Regions from separate parts of the Oryctolagus cuniculus genome. Here region 2 is linked to region 1. The links are chromatin contacts, called in public Hi-C maps. All regions are on one chromosome and are shown on one strand. The core of a region is the stretch at or near the end of the contact, and the rest is flanking DNA. Distances in the headings are between cores, read along the strand shown. Region 1 overlaps BMAL1 (basic helix-loop-helix ARNT like 1). Region 2 has its middle 34 kb from the start of BMAL1.

Region 1 (6,924 bases), core at 2,010-4,509:
CTCAAGGAAGCAGGCCGGACTTTGGCCCTATCTTCACACACACAACCTTCAGGACTTTCACTCAGTGCTCTCAGAACAACTGCTGGCCATGGCAGTGGCAGTGGCAGTGGCAGTGGCCGTGACAGTGACCAGCGACGGCTGAAGAAACCAAAAAGCACTGGGTGCCAGGACAGTAATTCAGAGAGGGTGCGAAGACGACAGAGCCGTGACAGCAAGCTATCAACACTTTCTTACTCTGGAGGATTTAAAGGCAGTATCAATTACTAATGCCGTTCCTACCTGCGGGCATACAGAATGAAGGGATCAGGCCAATTCCCTGGGCTGGGCTTGGGACAAGAGGTTTGGGGGCCATGCTCAGCACCCTTGTCTTGGGCAAGGGTTCACAGTGCTCCCTACCACCCCCAGACACAACCCCCAACCTGGGTCTCACCGAAGACGTTTCCTGGGCTGAGCTACTCAATGACGATGCTGGGACACACTGAGCAGACCAGAGCAAGACAGGAGAGCAAGGAGGAGAGAGAACCTGGAAACCAGTTCAGAGTGGGCGCCCCCAGCAGGCCCCTTCTATCATGAAATGCTGCTATCTTTACAAACTATAAAAACCAAAAACAGTTAAAATAATCAAGTTACTTTGCCAACAAAAAATTGGTTTGTATTGAAGCATAATACAAATCTAGGAAAAAAATTATGTGATTCCCAAACTAAAGCTCATATGCTATTTTCCAAGATCTTTCCTGTTACTGTGAATTCATGCATTTTCTACTGAGAATGTGAAAGCAGGTAGTTGGCAATAAAAAAGATCAAGGGGGAAAGGTGTAGAGAGAGGATCCTGGAGATGCCCTGTGTACTCACATCTCATTGTCTGAGAGCCACTGTCCAGGCCGACTGGGAACCCGCTGGCAGGAGGAAGGCCCATCTCTTTTTGAAGATACCCACTGCCCAAAGGCCTCTGCTTTGGAGCCAAGCTGCCATGGACCTGCCCACAGCCCCTACTTCCTCCCTTTCCATTGTCAACCTCCTCTACAGTGGGCAGTCCATGGCCCACAGTCGCTCTCCACTCTCCAGCTGGTTGCCTGCCTGCAGACAAATCCCAGTGCTTCTTCCTCCCCAAGCACCGCCCCCCTCCAGGTGGACTGCTATAGCCTTGCTTCAGAACCAGGTCACCCTCTCGCACCTCACTCACATCCTCTGAAATCACTGGCCTCCAGTAGGCATGGAGGTGATTTCACAGCCCGTCTTCCCTTGCAAAGCTTTGTCTAGGGCCCTGTGCCCTCCCTCTGAAAGAGAACCGACATGTCGTGCCCAGCTGGGCTGGAGCCATGCTGGCAGGTGGGCAAGGGCAAGAAACAGATCCAAGTTCCTCCTTACCTTCCAGTCCCAGTCCACCGACATTGCTGCCTGCACAGTGCACAAAGAGGGGTTCAGAGGGCCAGAAGGACCATCACAGTCAGCTGTCACTCTGACTAGCAGGACGTAATACAAAGGCGGACTCAGAGGGGCACAGAGAGACACCAACCACCACGCACTGTCACACTTCTAGCCGTGTGGGGTGAGAGGAGTGTGAACACAGCACTAGGGCCACCCACATGGGATCCCAGTAAAGGGCAGGGCATTCCATGGCCTGTGCCCCAGCCCTTTGCTCTCTCTGGCAGTACCATGAAATCTTAATAACCCATTTCCAGGGCTCCTGCAAAGTTGCCTGTTTCATTCATCTTCCCTGCTGCCCACCGGCCACTGCCCCTGACTTCCCTCCGACACTTTGCAAATGGGCTGTACCTTTTTCCATTAGAAAACATCACAGCATCCGCAGAGCTTTCCCCAAGTGTATCAGAGAGCAAACTGATTCTACCCTTGCTTTGGTATCCGAACACGCAGATTCCAAAATCCCCTGCTCTACACCTCCACTGCTCAACTCAGCTTTCATGGACGTATTACTTGGTCTGCTACATAAGGGCTGATTATGCGACTGTCTTAGCATTCGTCTCAAGTGCAGAAATTAGATCTACTGCATTTCATTGGCAGGGTAGGTTCGGGAAACAGCCCACCATTGCCAGGACTCTCCAATCTGGGCCTCTGCCTCCCACCTGTAGTAAGACGGAGCTCAACTACAGGGTCTCGGAAGCGCCCTCTGGCTCTACCACAGCATGAGATGGCAGGCAAAAAAAAAAAAAAAAAGAGGCACTGGATTCACATCTTCTCGTGACTTGGGGCAGGGCTCTGTGAGATATCACAATGTGGCTCCTCTGAGTGGCACAGATATGCCACGGCAATGAGCGAAAACCCTAACATGGGGATTCAGTGCTATAGGATGTATGTTTGTGAGCTAAGTATAATGGACAATGAAGAGTGATTTTATCTCCCTTTGAGAACACAAGTGCGCTCTTCTATATTTATACCTTCCATCTCCTGATTTAGACAGGGAAGAACTTTCTCTGATCAGCACTCAGTTGCCAATAACTCCACTCTACATCTAAATGAAGAATGGGAGTCATATAAGTTCACAGATTGAATGGATGGCTGATTTACAAAGCCCTTAAAACTGTGGCTGCAGGCCGACGCTGGCAACCCCATAATTAGATATGGCACGCTCTGCAATGATGTATTTTTTTACTGTTTTTTAATAACTCAGTCCTCCTTCTGGGATGAGGGGAAAAATGGAATTTGTTAAAAATAAATCGGGATTTAGTGGCTTTTCAGCCTTCTGCTGCTTGTTGCTCAAAATATTCTATAAATAAGAGAAGCTCTGCCCTATCGTGCACTGTAAACACCCACAGACACTCAGCGCCAAATTCTTCCGATTATGACCCTGCGCCTGTTGCCAAGATACTGCAAGGACCTACTTGAAAGGCGGCCATCTAGGCCATTTCCTGATTAAGCTGCCCTGTAGCGAGGAATCGAGGCCTGCTGCTTTGGCATCATATCTAGTCTCAAATAATCGCTCCGTGTTCTGGAAATTAAGCCTTTTCCTTGTGGTAGAGTTACAATTTAGAGGTGAGTGAAGAACTAACCACCTGCCCAACCAGCCACCCGCAGCCTGTGTGGATTTAAGATCCTACAGCAGCACATGCTGGATTAAATCAGACAGTGAAAGTGTGTTGACGACGGACGGCATCTGTCACGGTGCCTGCCAGGCAAATCAAGGTCACGCGAAAGCAGGTCAACTATCGCTAGGACAGGTGAGTCACATGCAGAAGGCCTGCCCTTCTGTTCACGCCTCAGCCTGGGTCCCTGTCGCCCACGGCTGAAGTAGTCACTGGAGCGTCCACGCCCCACCCGGAGAGGGCCCACGTGTTGGGCTTAGTGCTCTGCAGTTCACGTACCAGAGCGTAAGCTGGGACTGGCCCAGCCACCAGGCTCCACATGACCCCAGAGAACTGTAAGCAGGGATCCAGAGCCTGTGGCGGGCCACACTCTCACTGAGCGAGAGAGACTTGCAGTTCCTCAGAAACCGGAGTGCTCAAAGCGGCACTGGAGCAGAAAGGGCTCTGGTAGGAGACTCCTCACCATGCTTCCCAACACGAGGCCCATCATTTGGTGTGGGCTCAGTGGCTGGGGACTCACTTAGACATGCTGGCTCTCAGGGCCTTCAAGGGCCCAGGGATAGAGCACCTGCTCCCTGCCCCCAGGGGCCCAGATTATGAATGAGCAGTCCATTAGTGAGAGAATGAGCAGTCCATTAGTGAGCAAGTACTGCCCAGGAGAGAACTGATGTGTGCCACGAGGTTACATTTTTCAGACTTAGAATTGGGACACAGAGGGTGGGATTTCTTAAAAACAGTAGTCCTACAAGACAAGGGTGCTGGGGGGGGGGGGTGATGGTCATAAACCACCCGCCCAACGCCTGCCGCTGGCTCCAATTGCTTAAGATCGACATAATCTTATGCACTTGGGTCTGCTCTGCTGAGAACGTGAGCATCAGGACAGCAGAAGCTCCATCTTTATTCCGGAGCGACTTGGCAGTGACTGCCTCTTAGGAGGCACTCAGCAAATATTCACTGAACAAACAAAAGCATACCCGGCCTCTGTGACAGTGTTCTATAGACGCGTCTCCCTCTACCTTTACAGTCATGGGATGAGGTAAAACGGAGATGAACCATGACAGTGATCAAGGTTTGGAGAGGGTGCACATTTTCCCCAGAGTGGCACAGCTAGCAAGCGAAGGAGCTGGAATTCAAAGCCAGATATGGAGAGCCCTAATCCCAGTATTCTAACAAACATGTATTACTTTTATAATTCGGAGGGGGGAAGAAGAAAAATTTTAGAGGAAAAACTGCTCATCACCCAGTAGTTCTACATCAGATGATGGATTCAGTTCCTGTACTCAATAGTCAAGTCCCATCTCCAGCTAAAGAGTAGTGCACTGCAGCCATAGCAGGAGGAAAGATCCTGGGGCCTCCTTTATAGGAAGCGTCCATCCCTGTCTTTCCGTGAGCCTACAATAGCCAGGCCAGGGGTGGAATCATCGGCAATAAAAATCATTTCTCCTGTCACTGTTAGAAATAGCAGGCTTTAGTCCACGGTTCACTGGAAAGATGCCCAGTTGCAAGCAAGACAGGATGGGTAGTTAAGGTGCTTGGAACGTGCCTTCTCCCAAACCCAAGAGAGAGGGGGAACAAAGCATACTCTTTAAACCTGACATTTCAAAAATGTTTAAATTGAAAAGTCGATGGCCTCAAAGGAGGAGGTACCTTTCTCTGACGGGAGGAGAGAACTTCCACTTTGACTATGACCTTGTTGAAATAAGATCGAAGTTGGCGAACTCAAAAGGCTTCCATAGCCTTGGCAACTCATGACTGGAGCCTAGGGAGATTATGGACACCTTAAAGAAGAGTGTCAATTTGTTAAGTCAGCAACAGGAGTCACTGTGCACTTGCTCCTCATGTGGGATCTCTGTCCTTAATGTGTTGTTCAATGTGAATTAATGCTATGACTAGTACTCAAACAGTATTTTATACTTTATGTTCTGTGTGAGTGCAAAGTGATGAAATTTTTACTTAATACATACTAAATTGATCTTCTGTATATAAAGTTAATTGAAAATGAATCGATGTGAATGGAATGGGAGAGGGAGCGGGAGATGGGAGGGTTGCGGGTGGGAGGGAAGTTATGGGGGGAAAAAGCCATTGTAATCCATAAACTGTACTTTGGAAATTTATATTTACTAAATAAAAGTTAAAAAAAAAAAAAAGTAGATGGCTGGCGCCGCAGCTCAATAGGCGAATCCTCCACCTGTGGCGCCAGCACACCGGGTTCTAATCCCAGTCAGGGTGCCAGATTCTGTCCCGGTTGCCCCTCTTCCAGTCCAGCTTTCTGCTGTGGCCCAGGAGTGCAATGGAGGATGGCCCAGGTACTTGGGCCCTGCACCCGCATGGGAGATCAGGAGAAGCACCTGGCTCCTGGCTTCAGATCAGCGCAGTGTGCAGGCCGCAGCGGCCATTAGGGGGTGAACCAATGGAAAAGGAAGACCTTTTCTCTCTGTCTCTCACTGTCCACTCTGCCTATCAAAAAAAAAAAAAAATTAAAAAGTAGAGATGTACACTCATGTAAACAGAACATTGAACCCCATCAAAGCTGAGTTTATCGCCCTGTGTCACCTAAAATCACAGTAAAATTCCTATTAGTCTGATATTTGAGGCTAAAAAACTTTTCCAGTCCATCTGCGAGATGCAGGCTATGGCATGAATTTAGGCACAAATCAGCAGGTGCATCTCATCAAAATGGCCAGGCTAGATGTAGCATGAATACATTTCTCAAATACGGGAAACAACTGCTAATGATTAATGGTGTCAATAAAGCAGGTATTTCCAAATGTTATCAGGCTGTTGTGCCCAAGAACCTTCCAGTACACACAGCCAGCGGCAACATCCTAGGGTGTGGATGGGGAGGAGCCTAGTGACAAAAGAGCACACAGCCTCACCTTCTGGATCTGAAATTTCAACTGGGACCCCTGGTGGGGTGGGGAGGCGGGGAGCTTCAGGGACAATGTCTCATGAACAACACTGGACTTGTATTGGTCCCATGTTTGTTTTTCCTGGAGAGACGGTCTATAAACTTCCCCAGGTTCACTAAGTGATCTGTGACTCTTGGGAGCACCAGCTCTTCCTGCTGTCACTCCCTGATTTATTTAGACAGTCCTGCTGGCACAAACAGTTATCAGGGAAGACCTTCTGGCTTTCACAGTGATCAAGATGTTGATCAGGGAAATCATCCCAGCGCTTGCCCAGACAATCCAGCCACTGGGAACTCCTTAATGATCGAAAAGACATCATTGGCAGAAGGGAGTGAGAAACTGCTGAGTCTTAGCTTGACCCTGCTGCCCAGGTAGACACAAATGGCACATCCTGAGAAGACCAGGAGAGCAAACCAGGGACCAGAAAGTCTTGAGGCGAGATGAACTTGGGAGCAAGTAGGTGGGACAGAAGAATGAACACAGCCAGGCAGGGCTCCACCTACACACCAGCTGTGAGGCCCTGGGATGGGGATGATGATGGCGATGACAACAGGATCTGCAATGAGCCATTATTTACTGACAGCACAATGTCTAGCACATAGTAAGCAAGTACTTGTGTACTAACAAAATAACACGTTAGGTATCCTTCAAATCTCACAGCAACCCTAGGAACCCTCTCTACACAGTTTCATTTCCATTTTTCTAGAACTGGGCAAAGAAGAGTAAAGATCAAGTAGTATGCCCAGGGGCCACAGAAAGCTGGGATTCAATTCCATATCCAGTCTGCTCACAGCCCCTACTCTTAACCACTCTACTACACTGCCAGCGCCAGCTTCCTCATCTGTAGTAGAGGACAACAGGATGGCTGGGATGAGACAGAATGCATGGGGAGTACCTAGCGCAGTGCCGGCACATGAGAGGCTCTGGTGGAGCTCATTCTGATATTCCCACATCGGGACCCCAGGAGGGAGAGA
Region 2 (6,596 bases), core at 915-3,414, 52 kb after region 1:
CAAACCGTTTTTAAAGAATTAATTGATAAACTGAACTCAGGATTAAAGCACTAATGAAAACATCAAATTTTGTATTTTTTTTTAAAAAATATTTTCGAATTCCATTGACACCAGAATCAAATTTAACAGCAGTAATTTTTTTTTAACTCTTGCTTGCAGCACAGGGAGCATGAGATTATTCAAAACTGTTCAGGAGCAGCGGTGATTATTTTAAGCTCATGATTCAACGGGCACATTAATTAAAAACTCCACCAACCCAAATTGACAGATCCTGGTATCAATGGGACCAGAAGAATTAAAATAATAGTTGTCACATAAAAATAGATTAAAGGTGGGGAGGGAAACAGCAGCAGATATCCGCAGGACAAATGACACGCAAGCTTGTGGGGCAGGAGACGCACCTAACAGGCAAGCTCGTTCGGATTTTTGAAAAACGAAGATCCTGGAAACGGGGGTACTGGCAAGAAACGCTTCTTCATAAATACCGAATCTGATTTCTAGAAGCAGTATGACAAAACTTGGCTAATGATTCCTCGCTGAGTAGCAGCAATGAAAGAAGGCAGGAGAGACCCACCAGCAAGCGCCAAACGACCACAACAGGCGACGGGGAACCAGGCAAGGGAGTGGAGGGGCGACGCGGGCCGGCCCGCACCAACTCCGTGACAGACCCCACGCGGCCCTCCCTCGCCGGCGCTCGACAGCCAGAGGCTAGGCGGCAGCCGCGCGACCCCGGGGACCACACGCCCCACCAGATCACATTAATTTCTCCCTTGAACTTCATCCTCGGAGCAAACCCGAGTTCCCTGGGAGGCCAACCCCGACGGGCGCAAGCGGGCACCTTTCGCTTCCCTGACACCTGTCAAAGCCGGAGCCCGAGCCTGCTCGCTGCGCACTCCCCTCCGCGGAGCTCCCTGGCCTTCCGCAGGCCCACGCCTGGGCACCAAGCAACACCCTCACGCCGTCCCACACCTGCTCTCGCACCCGCGGGAGATCCTCCCCGGGCCGCCCAGGACACGGACCGCACAGGCCCGAGGAAAGTTCACAGGCTGCGGTCAGTTCCAGGCTTGGCCGGGGATTCCCGGGTACAGCACCGGCCGCGGATGGCCCCAGGGACACGGCTGAAGGGGTAGGCAGGCTCGGACTCCCCAAGTCCAGTGGAGACGCCCTCCCCGCCCCCACCCAACCTCCCAGGCACCCGAAAGGGAAGTGGAGAGGGGGAGGAAGGGCAGAGGCGGCATCGTTCGTCCAATGCCCTTGGGGGCAGCTCCCAAGGATGGTCCCCTCAGGGATCCCCGGGGACCCATCCTGGGACTTGTCATCAGCCTGCCCACCGCTCCTAAAGGGCAGAGCAGTCCCTTTAAGGGGCAGCTGGCTGCCCCCTCCCCCCGCCAGGTAGCGATGCCCAAGGAGGGTAGGTGGGGACTCCCGCCGACCCGCAGCAGACACTTCGCTCTTTCCTTTAAGGGCGCCTCCCGCACCCCTGCCCGCCTCGGCCCGCGGCTCCGGCCTGAGAGGAGGATGGGGGCGGAGGAGCGCGGCGCCTTTAAGGGGCGCAGCCTCCCCGAGGCCCGGGTGGGGGCAGGGAGAGGGCACGGGCCCTTTAAGGCCGGCAGCGGGCACGTCGGGCAGGGTTCCCCGAGGCCGGGCTGCGCCCCGGGCGGTGGCGGGGCTGCCTCGCCGGCCCCCATGCTAACGGCCCGACGGCCGCCCGGGGCCGCGTCGCTAGCCGCAGCGGCCAACACTCACCGTGGCCCGCGGGAGCACCGGCGCCCGCACTCAGATCCTACGGCGGCGGCGGCAGCGGCGGCGAGTCCGGCGCGGGTAAACAGGCACCTCCGTCCCTGACCTACTTTCTGCCTTCCCTAAATGTCGCACCACTAACCTACTTTCCGACCAATCCGCTCCCCGCCGGCCCAGGCCCGGCCCCCCGCCCACCAATCGCTGTGCCCAACCCCCCTTCCCCGCCCACCAATGGAGGAGCCGCGGAGCCCGGATACCTGCCTCTTCCCGCCAGCCAATCGGAGCGCTCGAAGGGAGCCCGGGCTCAGCGGCCGCCGCTGGCCAATCGGCGCGCGACTCGGCAGCCCGCCGGCCAGTTGTGTGGCTGCTGGAGAGGCCACTGACCAATAGCGGGGCGGCGAGGGTCCGACTTACCTGCTCCTTTCGCGCCACCAATCATTCGGCGCAGAGGAGCGCACGCCCCGAGGACAGAGCCAATCCGCGCGTTCCTCCGGGTTTCCGAGCCCCTGCCCTCTGTCTCTCCCCTCAGGTCTCCCACTCGCCGTGACCACTGCGGGTCCAGACGCTGAGCTGCCCACGGCCGGTCGCTCGCTCGGGAGGTCCCTCTCCTCTTGGTCCCAGGCTAGTCCCGGCGCTCGCCCCTCCTCCTGCCGCCTCTTCACTGGGACAGCCTGACTCAGGGCTGCATCTCCTCGCTCCCCGCCTTCCAACTCCATCTAGGAAACCGATTTTAGGAACGCAGACTGCCAGACCCTCCCTAAAAATCCCTGTTTTGCCAAAGCCCAAGCGAGGGAAAGAACATTCGGCATTTTCCCGCAGGCTCTTCCACCCCAAGGGCTGCGAGCGTTCGTTCTCACTTTCTTTTCGTTGGAGCTGACCTCCAGGCGTCCCCCTGGGGCTGTCATTCTCGGGCGTGGAGCGAAGTCCTTGCATTTCCCTCCCGGAGCAGGAGCCAGCTTGGGACCACCAGCTGTGTGCCAGACGCAGCCCCAGCAGCCACAGTCGCTACTGCAAAAGGCTGTCCAGTGAGCTAGGCAGGACGAAACAAATCGTTACAGAAAATACAAACGCAATACTAAAGGGCGGGTTGGGTGCTGAGAACGGAGACTCTTACTTTCGCATCTCAAGCCACATAGCAGAGGGCTTTTAGCACAAAGAACGCCTTATCTCTCTAGATGTCAAACTTCTGGATACAAGGACAGTCTGCTTTGTTATCCATGTCCTGCTCCCCCTTTAATTCCTAATGGGGCGGGTAGGGCGCTTACCTAGCAAGGGGACGGAAAATGTGTGGATGCATGAACAAGTGGAACGAAGTCACTTCACCTAATTCTGTGGCCCAGACGAGCTCCCATGGACGCTGGAAGTCTGGCAGCATTTTTATCATTGTGAATCTGTTTTTGCATTCCCAGCTCAATCCCTTGTGGATCGAATGCAGACTGTTTTCAAGGTCAACCAACTTGACGGGTAGCTTACCGTTTTTCCTAATCTTACGCATAGATGGAATGTGTTGCTGTTTGTCTCTGCTGACGTTTCCTGAGATCACTCAAAAAGGGAACTTTAGCAAAGTGCTTGAGGAGATATTGTGGACAAGATAAAGAGCATGGGCTGCATGTTAGTATAATTAATTGGGCTAATTAACTAGTTAAGTAACCATAACCTAAAGATGCTGATAAATGTGTTCAGGTTGACTCAAAAGAATGGTAGAGGGAATCAATATTTTGGCAGCATCTACTATGTGCCTGGCACTATGCTCAGTGCTTTCCTGACACTTTCTACCTTAATCCTCACAACTACCCCAAGAGGAAGCTCTTATTATGTCATTTCACAGATGAGGAAACAAACTCAGAGTTTAACTAGCTGGCCCAAAGTCACACAGTAAGTGGCAGAGCTATAACTCAAACCAGATGTTTATCTCTTTATTTAAAAACCTCCACATCACGAGCTACCAGTAAGTAAGATGGCAGAAGGCTCTCACCGAGGTCCAGACTTTAGGACTCTGAGCAACATCTTAAATGAAAACTTGGAGGACTTGCATCCTATCTGCAGATGACACAAAGCCAGGAGGGGGCGAGACAACACTGCACAGATTCTCTGTTGGAGTCATGGGATAAATGTGGGGTCCCATTCTGGAAAACCAGCTGCACCAGGGCAAGCCAGGGGATCTTAGCAGCTGTGGGTAAGAATAAAAGACTTAGGTGAGTAACAACTGTATGTAAGACCCTAGTGAATTGTGGCTGTCAAAATAAACTAATGCTGTTTTGGGCTGCATCAATAGAAATCTAGTATATAAAGCAAGACAAGTGCTATTATTGTGTTGCTCAGTGCTGGCCAGTACCCATGTCTGCAATTAAGACTTGGCAAAGAGAAATTACTACATGCACCAGGAGAGGGACCAGGATGTAGAGAAACTCTCAACCACGTCACCCGAAGGAAGGTAGGAGGAAGCAAAGCTTTTGCCCAGGGGATACAAGGCAACTATGGTCATGATTTGAAGAGCTGTCCAGGAGAAGAGAAACTAGACTTGTTCTTCAGAGCCTTAAGGGGTGGGAGGGGGCTCTGTGGGTAGACACTCTAGAATGATCAATATGAAGAATTTTCTAGCAACCAGAGCGTCCCCTGCCTCGGTACGTTGAGGTTCTCGTCACAATAAGTGGCCAAGCAAGAATCTGATGACCGTGCCAGGGAGGTGGTACCAGAGATCTTTTCTTCTGAGGTCATGTGCTTATGTTCTCATACCTGGGTTTTCCTCGCTGAACAGTTTTCACCCTGCCTTTTCCTACCCTCCGTGGTTAAACACCTGTCTCTCCTCACATGAGCTCATTCTTCATGTCTAACTGTACCCTCCCATAGGTGATCCCCAACACCCCTATCTACCCCTGGTACCTACCTTCCTGTTTATTTTCTACCTTCCAGAATACTGCTTTCAATTACATAGGCATTGCTAAGGTCAAAGTATTGTTCTCAACCTCAATGAATAAATGGCATGAATAGAATCATAGGAATAAAAAGAAGGGAAAAGAGAACATTCATGCAATCTCTACTGTATATCAGCTACTTTAAATATATTTAATATAACCCTCACTAATTCTAGAAACTGATAGCTACCCTCTCCACCACTGCTGCTGGGTGACTTATCAAACTGCCTCATCTCTTTTTACCTCAGTTTCCTCTTCTGTAAGATGGGGGTAATCTAATATGTATTTCAAAGGACTGATGTGCGAGTTTAATGAGGTAACAGATGGAGAGTTCTTTGCACATCACCTGGCATACAGTAAAAATTCAGTATATATTAGGTATCACTGCTACCAATCCCATCAAATAGGCATTTATAGCTCCCAGTTGTACAGACGAAGTTAGTGAGGATAAACTAATATATTTCACAAAGGCCTCTGATGCAATACCCAGGTCCATTAGAATTACCTGGGGAGTGTTTACAATATAGAAGCCTAAGTCCCGATCTGGAATATTCTGAGTCAAGGTTTTTGGTATCTGAGATGCAGATAATTTGCAAACTGCTGATCTAATGGAATAAGTACAGGCTCTGAAGTCAAACAGGCCCAAGGCCAAATCCAAAGTTTGTTGGATTGAGTGGAGAAACCAATGACAGCACAAGGAACTTATGCAAGACAGTTCTCTTTGGGCAAGTAGATGTTGGGGAATCTTGAGGTGGACATGTTAATGTTTTTATGGAAACCACGTGGGAATGTGTTGCTATAAATAACAGTCCTGCAGTGTTTCAAGTGCTGTTCTAAGAATTTTGTATGTATTACCACATTTAGTTCTCACAACCTATCTACTAGGTTGGTACCTCTATTATTCCTATTTTACCGATGTGAAAACTCAAGCACAGATCCCGAGACCCCAGGAGCACAGTGCTCACCACTTGGCTATATTGCCAGTTCATAATTCCTGTGGCAAAACAAGGTAACTTGATATTTTAGGGATATAGTAGCAATTCAAGAATCATCAATTTATAAGTGATAATCACAATTAAAAATAAATTTTTCTGGGGCCAGTGTTGTGGTACAACTGCTAAGCTGTTGCTTATGATGCCGGCATCCCCCATCACAATGCTGTTTTGAGTCCTTGCTGTCCCACCTCTGATCATGCACCTGGGAAAGCATCAGAAGATGACTTGAGTACTTGGGCTCCTACCACTCACTTGGTAGACCTTGACAGATTTCTTGGCTCCTGCTTCTGCCTGGCCGAGCCCGCGCGCTTGCCATAATTGAGAGGGAACCAACAGATGGAAGATCTGTCTCCCATTCCCTCCATCACTCTATCAAATAAATAACTAAAATCTTCAAAAAAAATTAAATTTTTCCCATCAATTGGGGTCTTATGTGGAGAAAGGGAGATTACCAGGACCGTGTTTCAGGGTTTGGGCCATCATGTACTTAGGGAGCACAAGACACAGAAGCCTCTTTACCCAGTGTAAGTCAGAAGGGGGAGGCTTACTGAGATGGACTAAGGACATCTTAGGGAACCCTTACAAGCAGCAATACAGCAAGGCCTTATGAAGGACAGAACCAGGGTGCCCTCGGTCATGCAAACAGCTCCCATTCACTTCTTGGAGGGTCGTATGGCCTCTGGCCTCAGCTTCTCTCTGCCTGTCTGCTTTAGGTCTCTCCTGTGTGGCTCATCACCCCCTGCCCACTGCAGATGGCCCTCCACGGCTGTCTTCCTATAGGCTCAGACAGTGGGAGCACAAGTCAAGGGTGTCAACCGAATGGAATGAAGAACCACAGCAGGAGAAAATGCTAAATGATGAAAGGAGAAGCAAGAAAGCAAAAAGGTCAGGCTTGCAAAGCTGCAGAACAAAGTCTCAACAGATGGGATTAGAGGTAAGGGAACAG

What was found. Hi-C and Micro-C count contacts between places; a contact is called where the count stands out from the background.
Region 2: a Hi-C map of psoas muscle shows a contact between it and region 1, with 1.9 times the contacts expected there. The contact joins two enhancer-like sites. A contact is called at or near these places in 4 of 6 Hi-C or Micro-C datasets (ear pinna, embryonic fibroblasts, psoas muscle and 1 more).

The regions. Positions count from the first base shown.
Region 1 is chr1:52,872,587-52,879,510 of mOryCun1.1, forward strand. All of the region lies in intron 1 of BMAL1 (basic helix-loop-helix ARNT like 1), which reads right to left. Among named protein-coding and RNA genes, the nearest start is that of BMAL1, 19 kb to the right of the region's middle. Within about 2 kb of position 3,260, at least 1 of the 8 cell types and tissues checked has an H3K27ac peak or open chromatin away from gene starts, as enhancers often do.
Region 2 is chr1:52,925,372-52,931,967 of mOryCun1.1, forward strand. No RefSeq gene overlaps it. Among named protein-coding and RNA genes, the nearest start is that of BMAL1, 34 kb to the left of the region's middle. Within about 2 kb of position 2,165, at least 5 of the 8 cell types and tissues checked have an H3K27ac peak or open chromatin away from gene starts, as enhancers often do.